2 separate regions of the Mus musculus genome follow, and region 1 is linked to region 2. A link is a contact called in public HiChIP or PLAC-seq data. All regions are on one chromosome and are shown on one strand. Each heading gives the region's core, a stretch centred on a gene start, on an enhancer-like site or on the middle of the called end of the contact. The rest is flanking DNA. Distances are from core to core; before and after follow the strand shown. Region 1 holds the start of Chad (chondroadherin). Region 2 holds the start of Luc7l3 (LUC7-like 3 (S. cerevisiae)).

What was found. HiChIP or PLAC-seq counts read pairs in DNA pulled down with a chosen protein or histone mark.
Region 1: an HNF4G HiChIP or PLAC-seq map of pancreatic cancer cells shows a contact between it and region 2. The contact joins the promoter of Chad here to the promoter of Luc7l3 in region 2. A contact is called at or near these places in 20 of 39 promoter capture datasets (the 3T3-L1 cell line, the HPC-7 cell line, HPC-7-derived erythroid cells and 13 more), 6 of 484 Hi-C or Micro-C datasets (arterial endothelial cells, bone marrow-derived macrophages, cerebellar granule neurons and 2 more), 23 of 115 datasets of contacts at active chromatin or transcription factors (the HPC-7 cell line, bone marrow-derived macrophages, cardiomyocytes and 14 more) and 5 of 9 other capture datasets (adipose tissue, embryonic stem cells, liver and 2 more).

The regions. Positions count from the first base shown.
Region 1 is chr11:94,562,254-94,566,946 of GRCm38.p6, forward strand. Chad (chondroadherin) reads left to right here and starts at 2,794. Exons shown (of 4, transcript NM_007689.5): 1 at 2,794-3,615. The coding sequence starts at 2,845. Acsf2 (acyl-CoA synthetase family member 2) reads right to left here. Exons shown (of 16, transcript NM_153807.2): 11 at 558-665.
Region 2 is chr11:94,320,556-94,325,365 of GRCm38.p6, forward strand. Luc7l3 (LUC7-like 3 (S. cerevisiae)) reads right to left here and starts at 1,408. Exons shown (of 10, transcript NM_001361574.1): 1 at 1,135-1,408. The coding sequence starts at 1,233.

The sequences.
Region 1 (4,693 bases), core at 1,544-4,043, 240 kb after region 2:
GCATCCTCTAAGTTGCCCCAGAGAGGCACAGAAACTAAGTAAGATCTGAATAAAGCTACACGGTTGGAGCCAGAGAGGAGTCACAGCTAGGAGTCTGAGACTGAGGAGTATTCTGGGGCCTTTGAAGTGTAAGGGACCTTCAAGGGATATACACCTTGGGAAAAGAAGAATCCATGCTCAGACCAAAGAAGAATGAGAGGCAGGGGCAGCTACATAAGAGGAAAAAATTCCCTGTGTTCTGGCTCCTTTTTGAGACTGGCCTAGCTGCCCAAGACAGACAGTGGGCTTGGCAAAAACACACCTCAGACAGGAAGGGTGGCTGAGGAGAGGTTCGGCTGGCTGCTGCTCAGGGCTGCTGTCCCAGCTCCCCACCCCACCCCACCCCCCACCCCCGGCCAGCTCTCCCTGCTTCAGCCCACAGAGCCGGGCCAGGTCCAGCAAGCCCCCAGCACTGGGGCCTTCTGTATTTGAGTGAGCTGTTTAGATGTCTGATGGAAAGTCCTAACTGTCCTCACGCGGTGGGAGGTGGGCTCTGAGGGCATCCGTCGGGGGCTCACCTCCGTGTGAGGCATAATTCTGCCCACACTACCAGCCTTCTGCTCCAGGGTGTCCTCGGGAAAGTTCATGAAGGTCACGGGACTGTTCTCTGTGGTTCCATAAACAACCTAGAGGGGCCAAAAAAGACGGCTTGAAGGGAAGTGAGGGACAGAGGAGGGCTGGGGTGACCTACCCTAGGTAGCTGAACAGTAAGGACTGAGGTAAGCGAGGGGACAAGAGCCAGAGGTCAGAAGCCAGAAGTGCAGCTCTCTGCAGGGCCCCTGGTCTGAAACCAAATTGAGACTAGAAGCCAGTCCTCTCATGGCCAAGGTTCCGACACTGCCCTGTGATGCCTGTGGCTTCTGGCATCACTGATACCCATGGCTGCTCTCTCCATCTCCAGGTTGCTTTGGTCCTTCCGTCTTGATTTCAGGCCACAACAGCCTCCCTCTCTCTCTTCTTAGCCAAAGGCCTCATAAACTTGATGAGAAAGGCAGCCTGGCTTGGGATTGAGCTGGGAGTGGTACAGACACACAGACACCACTCCCCTCCAACCTGGGACAAGTGCCTGGCCTTAGGGTGGGTGCCCTACAAGCTCTGGAGATGATACTGTGTGTTTATTTTCATTAAAACAAAAATATAGCCAGAGCATGAATTTAAAAGGCCTGTGGCATGCATGTGCGCGCGCACACACACACACACACACACACACACACACCTACCCCTGCAACCTCCAGTGGTTAGAACATCCTGTGCATCAGGAAAACTAGCAGCCAGCCTAAATACCATCAGAGAACATTCTAGGCCAAGAATGACCCCCACACACCCCATTCTAGCGACAAGGAATAAGAAGGGCTTATGGGAAGTGCAGGCTTGGAGTCCAAATCCTACATCTATGTATTGAGTGTCATGAGAAGGTCTAGATACCTTGTCCTCTACCAGCTCTCTGTTGGTGGCCTCCATGCCCGCACACCATCAGGTGGTGTGGTTCTGGCGTAGTTGTGGTCTCCTCCACCACCTCCCAAAAACAGAAGCCATCTCTGGCCAAGCAACCCAGAGCTCACCCTGGGCCAAAGCTGTAACCTGCCTGCTCACCCTCCCTTCTCCACAGGACTCCAGACACTGTGGCTGGCAAGTGAACAGAAGCCTGGTCCACCAGGGCGGGGCTGCCCACAACCTAGCATCTGGCTAGCCAGGGTTGGTTGCCTGTAGCCAACACCCCACTTCCCACCAGCTCACACAGTCCTGGGGTCATTGCCCAGCTATGGCCTCTGCCAAGTACACATTGGCGCCACTAGGCTGCCACTCTGAGACCCCCCTTAGGGGTGGGTCCTAACCACCGGTGAGGGGAGGATCCGGAGATGAGGATATTTGGGGGAGATTAAGAAGGAGACTGTGCAACCATGCTTGTTCAGCGGCCTGTGGTCTCCAGGTGTGTTGCCAGTCAGTCCTGTGGTTCACTCCCCACACACACCAGTTCCCACATTTCTGTGTGGCCTTCAGCCCTAGAAAGGGGAATGAGGGTACAAAGGACAGGGAACAGGAAGCCCAGAGCTAAGAGAGGGGTCGTGAATAAGCCCACAATCCGGAGCTCTTACGGGCCTGGTGCCACTGGGCTCCGAGAAGGGGCAGAGCCAAACGCACGGCTGTCAGCTAGCCTCTGCAACCAGCTCCCCCACCTCCTTGGGATAAACTGAGGAACCCAGAAGCGGGAGCCCAACCCACAGCAGCTCTCACGCTCCGCCTGCGCCGCACAACAGTCCCATTAAAGCGCCGCCGGCTGGCCGACCGCGGTGAGACGCATCCGGCTGTCGGGCCCCACTTCCTCCCTCCCGGAGTCCAGGGTGACCTGTCTGCCAAGGGTGTATGGGGGAGGGAGACGTAGAGAACTCAAACTTGAGCAAATAAATAAGTTCTGGGAACACTTCCCTCTGCCCAGTGGAAATTCAGAGGCCCCTCGACACACCTATCACCGTCCACCCCACCTCGGGGTGTTGGTCCAGATAGAGGAGGGTAGGGGAAGGTGCAGCATAATGTTTGCAAACAGGAACCAAGGGGTTGGGGTTCAGGGGAAGGGCCCTCAGCCCTACACACGGTCTCCTGCTGTGAAAAGAGGCCCCCAGCCATCGAGGATGGGGACGCATCTCTGGGCGGGAAGGGGTTAAATCAGTGGCTTCGGTGCTCCACGTAGTAGCTGGCTCCGCTGCCAACTGCGGTCAAGGCTGCCCTATAAATGGGCCGGGAGACCCGAGAGTCGAGGACTTGTCGCTGCCTTAGCCCCCAGCCCAGGCTCAAGGCGTTCCAACCATGGCCCGCGCGCTCTTATTCAGTCTGGTCTTTCTTGCCATCCTCCTGCCTGCGCTAGCCGCCTGCCCCCAAAACTGCCACTGCCATGGAGATCTGCAGCATGTCATCTGCGACAAGGTGGGGCTGCAGAAGATCCCCAAGGTATCAGAGACAACCAAACTGCTCAATCTCCAGCGCAACAACTTCCCGGTGCTGGCTGCCAACTCGTTTCGGACCATGCCGAACCTGGTCTCCCTGCACCTGCAACACTGCAACATCCGCGAGGTGGCGGCTGGTGCCTTCCGAGGCCTGAAGCAGCTTATCTACCTGTACCTGTCCCACAACGACATCCGGGTATTGCGAGCTGGAGCCTTCGACGACCTGACTGAACTCACTTACCTCTATCTAGACCACAACAAAGTGTCGGAACTGCCCCGGGGGTTGCTCTCTCCTCTGGTCAACCTCTTCATCTTGCAACTCAACAACAACAAAATCCGAGAGCTGCGTGCTGGAGCTTTCCAGGGGGCCAAGGACCTGCGCTGGCTCTACCTGTCAGAAAATGCCCTCAGTTCCCTGCAGCCTGGTTCCCTGGATGATGTGGAGAACCTAGCCAAGTTCCACCTGGACAAGAACCAGCTGTCTAGCTACCCCTCAGCCGCCCTGAGCAAACTTCGGGTGGTGGAGGAGCTGAAGCTGTCTCACAACCCTCTGAAGAGCATCCCAGACAATGCCTTCCAGTCCTTCGGTAGATATCTGGAGACCCTCTGGCTGGATAACACCAACCTGGAGAAGGTAAGTGCCCCAGCTGCAGTTCTCCCGGCTCTTTCTAGGATGCCACCCCAGGACCACATCGGGACAGCATTCCCTCCTCCTGGACTCCTTGTCACTCAGATTATCCTCCAAAGCAAGGGGCCTTTGCCACTTCTCTCTGCATTGACACACACCCCTCCCCATCCTTCTCACCCTTACCTGGTCCCGAGGCTTCTCAGCAGGGCTCTCTTGGGACTCCTTGTAAGAGATGGAACTGTTCTGGTCCCACAAATGGCCTCTGGGGAGGCATCTGCCCCAGACCCCACGGTTAACAGCAGACACCTCTTCCTGTTGGACTTTCCACCCCTCTCTTACCAGTCTCCTGCAAGCCTACCATTTCATAAAGGAAGGTTTGTCTACTGAGGCACCTTCCAGAAGCTGAGAGAACACAAAGAGTGCCTGTTCCCAGTGGGTGCTGGCCTGTGTTGCTAAGGTAAAGTGAGAGGCCAGAGGATGAATTGGGGAGCAGGTACCTTAAGGAGAACTCTCCCACACCCTCGTCCCATTCCCTCCGTGGGTCGAAACACACTCAATTTTATTGCAACCTCGGGTCGATTTCAAATAAGGACGGGAAACCAAGACACGGAGACCTGACTTGGCTTCACCGAGTTGCTGGCTTGGTGCTCTTGCAGCCCGTGAATAAACACATGCAATCCCTGGCACACGCCCCCCCAAGTGTCTCCTCAGAGCACAGACTGACTGTCTCACTGTCCAGCAGACAGTTTGTTGACTTTTGCTTTCCCCAGTCACCAGATCCCAGACTCCTCAATTCTTCCTCCCTTGGGATGCTCAGGCTAGCCTGGTCGGGGCTGTCTAGGAGCAAAGTCCTTTTCAGGGAATCACCCTGGTACACAACACAGTTTCAGCCAGAAGGTTCGGGCAGAGACCAGAGCGAGGTAGAGTAGTTTTGTTTGTAGAGAACGTCACAGCCCAATCTGGTCTGTGAGAGGTCACAGATACGGAGCTGAGGACAGAAGGCCAACCTTATCTAGGTAGATGGAGCCTTCTGGGTGGATCTTCTTTAGCCTGGCCTCACCCCAGCTAAATGTAGACCACCCTA
Region 2 (4,810 bases), core at 158-2,657:
ACCTGCTTACAGAGTAAAACACTGCCTCAAAAACAGAAACAAAACAAAGCTTTTGTTGAGCCATTTTCTCATATTTTATCAAGTGATTTAAAACTGCTGTTTGATTATAACTGCAAGGTAAAATCAAGTGTACCCACTCTCCAGTTCAGATCTAAGACAGTGTGCTCCACGTACAAAACTAGATAAAAAGTACTTGAAATACAGTACAGTATATGCACGAAGAACAGTGCAACCTCAACAGTGCTACAAAAATTAGATTTAGCTTTCCCGATCACCAAGAGACCGAGAGAGAGAGAGAGAGAGAGAGAGAGAGAGAGAGAGAGAGAGAGGCTTTAGCCTCACCTGCGACCCAGGAGTTATAGTTAACCTTTCTAAGAGAGTAAAAGGACCGAATGAGTTTATGTGAAAACAAAAACCTTCACAACTGCCTAGCTGAGGGTCTACTACGGCCATCAAGCACGCGTCAAACGGCCATCAAACCGCATTAGCAAAAAACTGTTCATGATAAAACTGTACCTCGTTCCGTCTTTCAACTGTCTACCTTCTCACAGAAGTGTCCAAATGGCAGCACTCCTAAGCAATGCACTGCTACGATGTCCTTCCCCACGAATACTGGTCGGGAGTCAGGCTATCTATCTATATGACTCCCGACTCTCTCACACACACACACACACACACACACACACACACACTCACACACTCTAGATAGATAGATAGATAGATAGATAGACAGACAGACAGACAGACAGACTGCACCCAAATAACGGAAGCCTGCTTTCTTATTCATACGGTAAAACCCCGGAGCTCTGGTGGAATCAAGCGAGCCCTTCCTTCTTCCTTTTCCCGCGTTTCTCGGCCTCACCAAGGTGCTTCTTCTTCTGCCCAGCCAAGCGCCATCCCGGACTTCCTCCACACAACAACAAACGCCGCTATCCCCCGGATTGGCGCGGAATCCTCCCTCCGTCCTGGGCCGCACGCCCGCCTCCCTCCGCCGTCAGGTGCTTCAGTCGGCGCGGCCAGGTCCCCCCAAATCGCGCCGCACCCCGCTCGGGCCAGCCTCGGCCCGCCCTCGGGTCCCTTCAGCTCCCCCTCCCCCAGTCCCCGGGGCACAGGCCCGAGGCCCACGGGACTTACGCTCTCGTGGTCCCAGCGCACGTTGCTGCGCTTCTCATCCGGGGCGAGGTTTCGGTCCCGGCCCATTAACTCATCCAGCAACTGCGCGGCAGAAATCATGGTGCTTCCTCCGGGCGGCTGCTCACGCCAGCCCTAGCACCCACCCGATAAAAAACCCCACCAGCCGCCCGGCCGCCGAACCAAGCCCCCTCGGCCCACTCTCAAGCTCGAAAAGCCTCTTCCAGAGAGGAGCCGAGAAGACAAAATGGCCGCCGCCCGGGCACCTTCCCAGCATGCCGTGCGCCCGTGGAGACACGCCTAGGCCCGGGCTGCGAGGGCGGGCAGCGCGGCTTCTCCGGCGAGGGGGCGGGACCTCCGGCCCGGGCCCGGGGCAAAGCCCCGCCAGGCACTGACTCCGCCCCCGCCGTGCCTTCCACCCAACGGAGCGGTGGACGCTCTAACGGCTGCCGGTGTCGGCCTCTTTTTTACTTGGAGAAAGAGCAATCTAGCTCTGGGTCCTTTGCCACTGCCCTGAAACGGAGAAAATGTCCCTTTGTCCACGTGGTGTGCGGGGGACCATCTTCCAGGGAGGGAAACAAGAAGAGCGAGCTGCGATCGTGCTCAGACTCCATTTTCCTGTCGCTGTAGTTTCTTCCTCCTCTACCTGTCCTTATTTATGTCTGCACCCTCCACCCTTCCCACACCCACCCAGTTCGATGCTGGGGATTGAACCGGGAACCTTAACGCTTAACGCTCTACCAGCGAGTTAAATCCTCAACTCTTCTACCCGGTTTTGTCCGGACTTCCTCGATTTTTAGGGAGGAAAATCAAGGAATAGACTATATGCGGTGGAGGAATTATGTTGTAATACCTCCAATCCAGGAATTTATCTTCCTTCACTTTGTATCAAATGTGTTACTGTGTGTTCAGGGAATCATAGAGGAGACCAGAGGTTACCCTCTGGAGTCCATTACTCAGGAACTATCCACCTTTGTTTGGTTTTTGGTTTTGTTTTTCGGGATAGGGTTTCTCTGTAACTTTAGCTGTTCTGGAACTCACCAGGCTGGCCTCGAACTCACAGAGATTCCCGTGTCTCAGCCTTATGAGTGCTAGGACGTGCCACCATTGCTCCTCAATCTAAACTTTCAAAAGATTAGGAAAACTTAGCTGGGCTTGCTGTCACCGTATACCTTTTATCTAGGAAGGCACTGGGAAGGCAGAGTCAGGTGGATTTTATGAATTAAAGAGGTTCACCTGCTTCTGCCTCTTAAGTGCTAACACTTGGGAGGCAAAGGCAGGTGAATATCTAAGTTTGAGGCCAGCCTGGTCTACAAAACAAGTTTCTGTATAAAGCCATGGCTGTTATACAGAGAAACCCTTTTTCAAAAAGAATGTCTCACTGGGACGTGAGCTCTCTGTCAGCCTGAAAGCCCTACGAATCCTTTTATTTCTGCTTCCTTAGTACTGCAGCTATAAACCACTGTTTTACATGTATGTGCTGGAGGTTAAACTCTGTTCTTCATGCTGAGTGGTGAACTCCCTGGAATTTCTTTAAAAGTATTAATTCGGCCTTGCAAACTTTTAATCCCTAGCAATCCAGAGGCAAGTTGATCGAGGCCAGCCAGGGCTACATAGTGAGACATTGTCTCAAAAACAAGATTCATATTCAGCTAGGAATAGCAGACCGGGCCTATAATCCCCTTGTTTGGGAGGCTTGGCCAGAAGGATTATTGTTCCAGACCAGCATGGGTTGCTGTGTGAGTTCCTGTCTAAAACAATTTTTAAAAAAAATAAAACCCAGGGGCTAGTGAGATGACTAAGCTGAGAGACATCTGTGGACAAGCTGGATGAATGTGACAAGAGTTTCATCCCCCGGACTCACAGAGAAAGGAGAGAACCAACTCCCGAAAACTGTCCTCTGACCTCCACGGGCTGATCCACACACACAGACACTGGCACATAAAATAGAATGTAATTTTTAAAAAATTAAGGGCTGGAGAGATGCCACAGCAGTTGTTGGCATTGGCTGCTCTTGCAGAGGACCCAGGTTCAATTCCTAACACCCACATGGCAACTCACAGCTGCCTAACTCCAGGGTCAGACACCCCCTGCCCCCAGACAGACAGACAAGCAGGCAAAACACCAATGCACATAAAGTAAATTATATTTAAAAAGTTAAAATTAAAAATTGGAGGCCCAAAGTTGGTGGCTCATATAATCCTCAGGAGGTAGAGGCAGTCAAATGTCCAGGATAGCTGGGTTACACAGAGAAACCTCAACAAAACTTCTGTTATATGCCCACATCAGTGTTAGTGTGCAGATTAAATTAATTGATATACTCTGCACATTGATAGAGGAGACCCAACAGGTTCTTAATTCCTTTATTAGCAAGAGGGAAAGAACCTTTTTATTGTCAGAGTGGAGGAGTCAGCTCCCTGTGGCACTGACTGAGGAGTGTGGCAAAGCTCCAACCAGGTAAGGTGGAAAATGGAGGCCTCGAACTCAAGACCGACAGTCTTCCCACCCCAGCCTCCCAGTGTGTTAGCATATATCCCTCAAACAGAAATCTGAAGAGTTTACAGTTAAGAAACGCAAAAAAGTTTCCAAAACATGAAATAGATAACAATGAAGAAAACTGTTAGTCTGCTAGAAGAGGAACTTTTAAAAGTATTCTTTGAGTCTCATGAAGTTGAACTAGAATGGGTTGGTTGGGGGCTGGAGAGATGGCTCAGTGGTTAAGAGCACTGTCTGCTCTTCCAGAGATCCTGAGTTCAATTCCCAGCAACCACATGGTGGCTCAGAACCATCTGTAATGAGATCTGATGCCCTTTTCTGATGTGTCTGAAGACAGCTACAGTGTACTCACATACATGAAATAATAAATCTTTAAAAAAAAAAAAAAAGAATGGGTTGGTTGGAAAATTAGTTGGAAGCAAATCCAAAAGGCTAAAATACAACACTTGGGAAGCCGAGGCAGGAGGATTGTCCTTGGCTACACAGTTAAAGGCCAGCCTTGACAGAATGAGAAAAATCAAAGCCACCTCCTCAACTCTCCCATAACTTTCCAAGGTCACAAAGGATCTTAAGGTTATCCGTTCTGTGGCTCTTGAGCCTGTGTGTCACTCATCACTATCCCTGCCCACTCCATTGCTCTTCCTCCCACCCACTCTCAGTTACTCATCCTCAAGCTCTTTTGAAACTTTCTCTCCTTTCCCTCATTAGAACTCTTGAGAGTTTTTCAGTGTTCTATCTGGCCATCTTCTCTGGGTACTCACGAACTCCCTTGGGATTATCTCTTCCGTTTGCAAAATTTCAGCTAGCCCCTTCGGCTGCTGAGTGCTAGATTCCAACCTCCACCTCAGATCTCCTTTCTGAATTTAGTACTCATGCCTACCCTCTTTACTGGGACACTCTACTTATGTGAAAGTCAAAACCAAACAGAAACATAGTACAAAGCCAAAATAGAAAAACAGCTTCTGGGCTGGAGAGATGGCTCAGTGGCTAAGAACACCCGACTGCTCTTCCAAAGGTCCGGAGTTCAAATCCCAGCAACCACATGGTGGTTCGCAATCATCTGTAACAAGATCTGACTCCCTCTTCTGGAGTGTCTGAGGACAGCTACAGTGTACTTACATATAATAAATAAATAAATCTTGAAAAAAAAAAAAGAAAAAGAAAAACAGCTTCTTGGGTGAGA